Linked DNA regions of Anas platyrhynchos: region 2 is linked to region 1. Evidence: chromatin contacts called from public Hi-C data. All regions are on one chromosome and are shown on one strand. The core of a region is the stretch at or near the end of the contact, and the rest is flanking DNA. Distances in the headings are between cores, read along the strand shown.

What was found. Hi-C and Micro-C count contacts between places; a contact is called where the count stands out from the background.
Region 2: a Hi-C map of liver shows a contact between it and region 1, with 1.7 times the contacts expected there. The contact joins two enhancer-like sites.

The regions. Positions count from the first base shown.
Region 1 is chr4:9,382,314-9,386,449 of IASCAAS_PekinDuck_T2T, forward strand. All of the region lies in intron 6 of CXXC4 (CXXC finger protein 4), which reads left to right. Among named protein-coding and RNA genes, the nearest start is that of CXXC4, 89 kb to the left of the region's middle. Within about 2 kb of position 1,663, at least 1 of the 8 cell types and tissues checked has an H3K27ac peak or open chromatin away from gene starts, as enhancers often do.
Region 2 is chr4:9,455,825-9,459,828 of IASCAAS_PekinDuck_T2T, forward strand. It overlaps CXXC4 (CXXC finger protein 4), which reads left to right. Exons shown (of 8, transcript XR_011808829.1): 7 at 1-2,152; 8 at 3,080-4,004. All of the region lies in intron 5 of LOC106020089 (a long non-coding RNA gene), which reads right to left. Among named protein-coding and RNA genes, the nearest start is that of TACR3, 97 kb to the right of the region's middle. Within about 2 kb of position 2,432, at least 2 of the 8 cell types and tissues checked have an H3K27ac peak or open chromatin away from gene starts, as enhancers often do.

The DNA.
Region 1 (4,136 bases), core at 413-2,912:
TTTGTTGAAAGCTCATCTGCCCTGAATGATCATACTGAACCACATCTTGAAGCAGGCTGTTTGGCTTGATGCTCTTTGCTATTTGGGAGCCCAGCCTGCTGCGTCTCTTTTCTCTTCTTTTGGGTACCCTTGTTGTTTTCCACAGCCATATCATGTGCAATCACATGCAGACACCTGTCCTGAAATTGAATTACGCTGTGGCGTAATCTGGAGTCATCCCCCATTTCAGCATCCCGTGCGTGCTGTTCTTTGTTGAGTTATGTTGCACCATACTTCAGATGCGACAGCCATTTAATAATATTGAAGCCTTAGCTCTGCAGGGGCTAAAAAGATCCCAGCAGGCTTGTTAACTTCTACTCTCAGACATTATGGGAAATATTTTCTCCTCCCTGGAACTCCTAGGCATCCTCTTAATTAAGACCATAAAAATCCATAGCCAGGTATGCGTTAAGCCTATTGAATTTTTTTGCAGTTTTCCAGAGTCTCGTTGTACTTAACCAGATACCACACTGCCGAGTGAAATACGAGAACTTGAAAGGAATAAAAGCAGCCTGGGTCGTGCTGGATACTGCGTTCTGAGCGGGCAGCAAACTCATCAAATGCCTGTTCCCTAGCCACCATAGAGCTTTATTCTTTCCTCTGCTCTGCATAGTGTCTTTCCTCATTTCAGTCTCACAAGAGATGGCCATTTTAAAAGGTAGCTCCTCTCCTGTCTCAGGACAGTGTTCCTTTCACTTCCAGGCTGTCTTGGCTGTGGTCTCCGCTGTATTTCTGTACAGGATCATTATTAGCTGGTGTCAGGCTTCATTTGACTAGGAGCTAATAATGGGTTATTCAGTGGTTTAGAAAGTGCAGAAGCAGCATTAAAAATTGAGGTAGAAGGAAGATCTTAATAAACACCGGAAAATTATGGGAAGTCCTACAGAGTTCAGGATGGAGATCACTGAACACAGTAGGTGAGGAGGAAAGAGCAGCCGCGGAGTGCTCAAGCAGAGGTGGAACCAAGAGCAGCTCAGGGCTGGAGAGGATGAGCAAAGCCTCAACAAGAGGGTGCTGCTCCTCAGCTGGAGCTGCTCAGGCACCGTAGGGCGGGTGGACAGAGCACCAGAGGTGGTCTGCTGCAACGCGGTGGTGCTGGAAATGGTGGTGAGACCTCCTGTGGTGCAAAGAAAGCAGACTACAGCTGCTGCAGCGAGCGGGTTTGCCGTTCATCGTGCCGGCGCGGCAGCTGAAGAGCCCACTGGTAGTTGTCTTCCCACAACTTCTCCGAGGGAAGGCTAAGGCTTTGCAGAGCAGAAGGGGATCCTAAAGAGGGTGAGCAGGGCTTTCCGCATGCTCTCATTGATACGGAAGTTTCTTTCATTCATTTTCATTATTTTTTTTTCTAAATCGAGTAGAATTTATGGAGAGAATCTGGGTGCCGGGTGAGCATGTGGGGTGGGAGGAGTTGTGTGATCCGAACAAGTTGTTCCAGAGACGAGGAAGCGAGGAAGGCAAACGTACAGACAAGCTGACAAATGTGAAAGAGGGAGGCAACGCTAGCAGTGAAGGGCTGAAAATGATGATTTGTTGCATGAGGACGTCTCGGGCTTAGAGGCTTCTTAGGTGTCACGTACTGCATGTCCAAGGGAAGCCGGAGTGCGCCAGCAGTGTGCCAGTCTGCACTACGTCAACACAAGGAATTTGCTCCATCAACACAAGAGAAATACCCCTCATGTTTTTGAGTAACATCCATCCCTCTGCACGCCCTGGCTGCCGGTGGGGCCGCAGACATTGTGTGTGGGAGGGAGCTGAAGAGCGCAGAAGATAAAGGGAGGGCAAAGCGTGATTATCGCAGTGCTATTGAAGGGATCAGAAGTGGAGAAGGAGCGTCAGGGAGCAGATTTTGTTATGTGTGCGGACTCCAAAATGAGTGCTATCCAGCAAACAGAGGCCGTTTGGCTACAGAGCAAGCAAAAGAGGAGAAAATATATTTGGAAGGGTCATGGGTCTGAGTAGCTGGCCGCCAGGGAGTGGGTGGGAGAGGACTTGGTGGCACGAGCTTGGTAATGACATAAAAGCTGTTCTCTCTAAATCACCAGCGTCTCCGTCCCAGGAGGCGGCGATCACCATTGGCTGTTTGCTTGAAAGCAGATGTAAAATAAATTGCAGGTCAAAGTCCAGCAGAGTTGACGGTGTCGTGAAAATAATCACCGAGATGAGTCTTAATTGTCATCCTTGAAAATTTCAGAAGACGTACCAGGGAATGAGTGGGACTCAGAGCCACACACAGCCTCATAAAGCTCTTCCCTCCGGTTGGGAGCTGTGGTGACACGCTGCACAGGAGTTTGTCTTGCTGCTGCTCTCCTTCGGTCCGGACAGACAGCCCATGGTGCTCACGGGCTGCAAGAAGGGAACCAGGACCTGCAGCAAGTCTCAGGCGTTGGCTGGAAATACCTCCCAGCCCAGGTAGCTTACTGAATGCAGCCTTTGAGTACATTTTTTCTTCTTTTTTTTTCCTTCTTTCCTTTTTTTTTTTTTTTTTCTTAAGGATTTGCAGAGAAACAAGCAAGCAGAGGCCAAGCATTTAATGGATATATTTTTCACTGGCTCTTTTATCAACAGCGTATGAGAAATCCCGAAGGACAGAAGCAGTTAGCTAACCAATGAGGCATCGTAGCCAGCGCTAGGCTCTGTGCAGGAGAAAAAAGATGCCGAAGGCAGAGCAGCTCTAGGGGAAAGAGATTTAAGCGTAGGTTTGGCGCCGAGAAACATGCCTCCCCTCTGTTTGGAGACCAGTCCGTATGAGATTGCCATAGCCCGCAGCAGCCGTTTCGCGGATGATAGAGTTGTCAGACTGTGCGTGCAAAGGCTCCTACCACTGGGTGAGGGACCAGTGGGGATTGCTCATTAATGGAGGGAATGTTAACAAGGATAATTCTGGCTTGCGAGACTGCGTGTGCAGGGTGGATCCGTGGTAGGGGCTGATGGATGGTCTTTGTGGGGATTTGATCAGGGAGAAGGTGGTTGACAGCGTGTGTGGTGCTTTTCTGGCTGATTGTCTCTGCCCGAGGAGAGCCTGCAGAAGTCACCAGCCAGGTCCTAGGTGAAAGCAGGAGCTGAGCAGTGGTCTGGATGTTTAATTTGTAGTGTTCTTTTGCATTGTGGTGCCTTGGGTTTTGTGTTGCATGATGGTAACAAACCGCTGTCCAAGAATTTCTCTACAAAACTTCCCTCAGTAAGAGAGCTTTCTGCTTTATGCTAACATGTCGGGCTATTTGATGCTAATCCCCGCCGTCAGGACGAGCTCACTGAGTGACAGCTCTTCTGACCTGCTTAGCATCAGCCCTGGCTCTGGAGTAATGCTGCATTACAGCGTGCATGAGCCCCAGCCTGTCCCCGTGGGGATTTTGGGGCGGATTGCAGAGCGTGTGAGAGGTTTTGCTGGTGTGGCCAGTCCTGGCATTGGTGCCGCCGCTAACACTGCCTGGGACAAAGATGTTTTCCTTCGGCAGGATTAGGCTGGATTCCTTATGGCTTCTGATCTGTGTTTGCCATCTGTTTTCCCCAATGGTGGTGTACTTTTTTTTTTCTAGATCAGAAAAGTGAAATTGTTTACCCGTTCCTCGAATATAATCTCATATATAAAGCGAAAAAAAAGTTAATATATAAAATAAACTCTGGCATGTGCTGCATGTAAATGAGAGGTGCGTTTGCTCGTTCTTTCTCCTGTGGAGAAACCCACAGCTCCTCAGGCTCACCCTCCTGTCCGAGCTGAGCCCGAGCAGCAGTGGGATTCAGCACCCGGTGGCCATGGGCACGCATCCAGCTACCCCATGGGAGCCTCTCGAGCTGATCTCCGAGGAGGCAGCTGGGGAGGAGCTGGGTTTGTGAAGCAAGGTCCCAGCCGGCTTGCCGTGTCCCGTCTAGCGGGGCTGTTCGCGTTGTGCAGTTGGTGGCAGAGAAAGCCGAATGAGTTTCCTAACCTGGAATGTGCTAAATCTGGTTTGTGTCAAGTACGACGCAGGAGATACGCAGTGTGAGTGGAAAAATAGCTGCCGGCAAGCGGATTCATGTCCTCTCAGAGCAAATAAAACCCACTTTTAAAATAAATGTTAAATCTTGCCTTTGGTTTGAAGGGAGCCAGGCCCGCAGCT
Region 2 (4,004 bases), core at 1,182-3,681, 74 kb after region 1:
AATTTCTGTGAGGCTTGGGAAGTGTTGAATTGACTTTTCTGTCACTTTAGCTACATTTCACTTTCCGTGGGTTACAGCGCTGATGGAAATGTCCTTATAGTCTATGATAGGCACATTCTAGAAATAGCATGTTAAATAAATTGAAATGTTTTTAAAAATTAAGAATCCTCCTAAAGTTTTAAAAATACAGACACTGTATATAATCGACCAAAAATAACCACGGCGTTTTTATTTTTGGCAAAAGATACGGAGTAAGAAGGAAAACTATGCAGTTTAATTTGCTTCTTGGTATTAGTTCGTATAGTATTTGCCAGTAATGGCAACATTATAATTTGTAGAATTAATTAATGATCTGGCATCTGATTTTGATTCATTAATGCTTAAGCCAGCTAAGTCTCAATTATCCTCTGGACTATTTATTCCTTAACAAGCTTTTAGCTAATGTGATTTTGAAAATATGAAAATAGGTCTTAACTTGCCTTTAAGAAGTGGCAATATTTTAACACTCCTCTATAAAATAAAAGAACCTTCATATTTTTTCGTGCTATTATAGTTACATTCAAAATTAGACTTGGGGGTTTTCAATGTATTCACTAAATATATATTATATTTATATGTACCTGGAACCTGACTTCAATTTAGTCTTGATTAAAAAATGTACTGAATTGGAAACTGTGTAATAAAGGATGCCTAAATCATACTGACCCAGAATAGCTCACTCAGTCAGACAGTTAGCAAATAAGTGCACAAGCAAGCAGATGATACGAGAATTCAAAATTAATTTTATTCTCAGAGGATGCATAGACTAGGAGATAGCATCTGATTCTATCTGCAGAGGTGTAAATCCAGAGTAACACCTTAGCTAAGGTCTCGTTACCCTGAATTTGATTGCTTATCCTGCAAATGATCAGAATTGGACTCTTCTGTGCCCAAGGCTAGGTTAAAGTAGCTGAAATATCCAGTATTGCTTCACGACATTTTTGTGATGCAACTGAAAGCCTCTACCGATTCCCAGGTATTTATTATTTATAACTAATCCATTTACCAAAGTAATTTAAAGACTCCTGAAATTTCCTCCAAATGACTGGTATTTTTGAAAGTTCAATCACCACATCCTTTAGGAAAATCTGCTCGATGAAGTTATCGCTTGTGCTGCAGTTGTATTATGAGCGTGGGCATCCAGAAACTGCATACCATCGATTGAGGATTGTCAGGCACCAGTTTAAGAGCTGATGTCAACTCACCTCGGGGAGCTGCTTCTATTGCTGGGCTCTGACGTGATGTTCATGCCTCTCATCATCATACCTTGTCCCCATTCACATTGGAACAGAAATGCATGATTACAAAGACCAGTAAACATATGAATCATGGACGTTTTAACCAAATTAACAACCTTAGTTAATCACTTTAGTTACTGAGAATTGTTCTGAAAGTACCTTCCAAAAGCTCTCCGGCATTATATAGATGGTAGAAAATAGAAAACTAAGCCAGCAGTGTCACCGCACAGGAAATAACTCATCTCCTGAAATCGTGACTCCTTCTCCTACGAAGCCATTCAGTGGCCTCCGAATACCTGCATTTTGGTCTAACACCATTTGACATCAGCCTAGTTATTCTTACTTCACACTGCTATGACACCAGCTAGAGCTTTCCTTACCCCTCTCATCCAAAACAAACAAACAAACACAAACAAACAAACAAAAAACACTTGAGACAAACATCTGAGACTATCATCCTTCCCCTTTTTAGATCGAGTTGAGCTCCTTTCAGTCCAAGACGGGTCCATGACCGCACGGAGAGATCTATAACACCAGCTCCTTGTTAACCCCAAGGAGCTGTTAGCTCAGACGGGTCCCAAAGGGCTTCCCCAAACCTACTGAGCAGGGGGATTGCTCGTGTCCCAAGCTGCCTATGGTTGTAAAAACCAACCCCCATTTGCTGGGTCACACACTCTGACCCACCAAATCCACTCTGCTCTGCTTCAGGGGCGTAAGGCAGCTCTCAACCCTGCTTATGTGACCGGCGCAGAACTGGGATGTCACAAAACCAACTTCCAGAGGCATACCTGAGGCAAGGAACAAAGGAATTAATCTCACAAGGAGAGGTCCCGGTTACCTGCGTCACTATGGCATGAGCACCTTTGGACTATGTGGTAAGCAGAGATGGTTGGGCTTAGTCTCTAAAGCCAGGGCTGGACTGGTGGAAGCCCAATTTTTCCTCAATTCCTTTGAGGAAAGGATTTGGTTGAGAAATCAGAGCAGCCCTGCTCACTCTTAATCAACCGAACAAGGGGGAAGAAGGGGAGCTGGCGGCTCGGGAAGAAAAAAATACGCAAAGCTTAAAAAGTTCCAGCTGCTGCTCCCTAATGGAGGCCTGGCTCCTCGTGAACGGTGGAATAGCTAGGCCACCTGGTGGCAAACAGCAAACCTTTGCAATTTCCAAGCCACAATAACTAGCCTGAGGCCTAGGGAGCTCAGGGGATTGTCACAGGGAAGCTTTTATTCCTGGCGGCTGCTGTGCGGCCACCTCTGGGGTCAGCAGGCGGCAAAGGCCTCCATCAGGGCAGGGCAGGGCAGGCCCTGTCAGGCAGCTCCCTCCATCACTCCTCCACCTCAGCCAGCCTCTCCTTTGCCTCAGGAGAAAGCAGTTTCCAGGGATAGGTGAACTTGGGCAAGCTTGTGAAGTGGGAGCCCAAGCGGCTGAGCAAAGGCCCTTGTCCCTCAGTGCAGCATCAGGTCGGATAAATGAAGTGAGGCTGTCGTTACACGTTCACTATGCTTATTTTAACAGATATTCTACAACAGAGTTTTCATTTCTGTGCCTGCCACTGGTTTCTTGCAGCAAATCTACTCACCAGAACTACCACAACATATCAGATGTAAATGGCGAGAGGTGCTGGTGCTGCTGGTGAAGTCCTTTAGTATCTAAGAGCTTGGCTGCATTGGGCAGTAGGGCAATTCCAAAGGGCGTTCACGGATGGATTCAGCACAGGCAAATGAATACAAAAGGAAATGTGTTTAACAACGTAGTTCTTCTTAAATAAAGAACTGACAATTTTGCTCAATTCTGTCCTTCACAGCTTTCATCTGAGCCTCGGGAAAACAAGTCACCGTGCCCAGCGCTGCTCTGAGCTGCTGTTCTTGCCCGATTCCCTCGCTGTGTTCTCTAACACTCAAAAACTCACCAGACTTGTGACTCACATTTTAATCTTATCCAAGTCACAATGTTTATTTCACAGGATGCCCAATTAAACAGTAATTCAATCTGCTCTGGAGTTGTTTCCTTCCCCTCTGGTGATTAGTATAACCTGAATAATGTAGGAAGCACAGGGGAAAAAAAAAAAGGCAGTAAACAACTCCAGTGACATCGGGAGAGCAAGCTGCAACTTTTCCCACTGAAGAAGAGGGAAAAACAGCATGCACAAAGGTGTTAACATGAGTCATAATTTCTGTTCTCTGACTCTCAAGAGCAAGAGGAAAACGGTGCTACCTCCGTGTGTCTTATGGGTTCCCTTTAAGCCTTAGGAAACAGGAGCAGGTTGTGGAGCTGTGCAAGCCACCCAAAGTGAAAGAAAATCTGCAGCCCATTTTCCCTGTCCATTTGAGTGCCTGCTTTTGCCCTTCATTGAAACCACTGCAAGTACGCCAGATCCTTGCACCTTGCCTCCACCACAAGAGCTGGAGCTTTGAGCTCTCTAAGCCAAGGAGTGGGCTCCTGCCCATCACTGGCTGCACGCTAACGTCCAGGAGCCCTAAAACCCAAAGGGGATTTTTATCGTGGCATTTCTCAGGCCTTTCTTTTCATCCACACACAGGCACATCCAGAGCCGTGTGACCCATGCAAATTTACTCTCGTTGTCTGCTCCTACCAGTACAGTGCCAGCAGTCTTCTGCAGCATCCCAGGCTCGCGCTGGAGACATGAGAGGCAGAGCTCAGCCTAATGGGCTGTTTTTCAAAAATGACAGAAAACTTCACTAGACTGTTACGTGTTGCCTGGTCTTTAA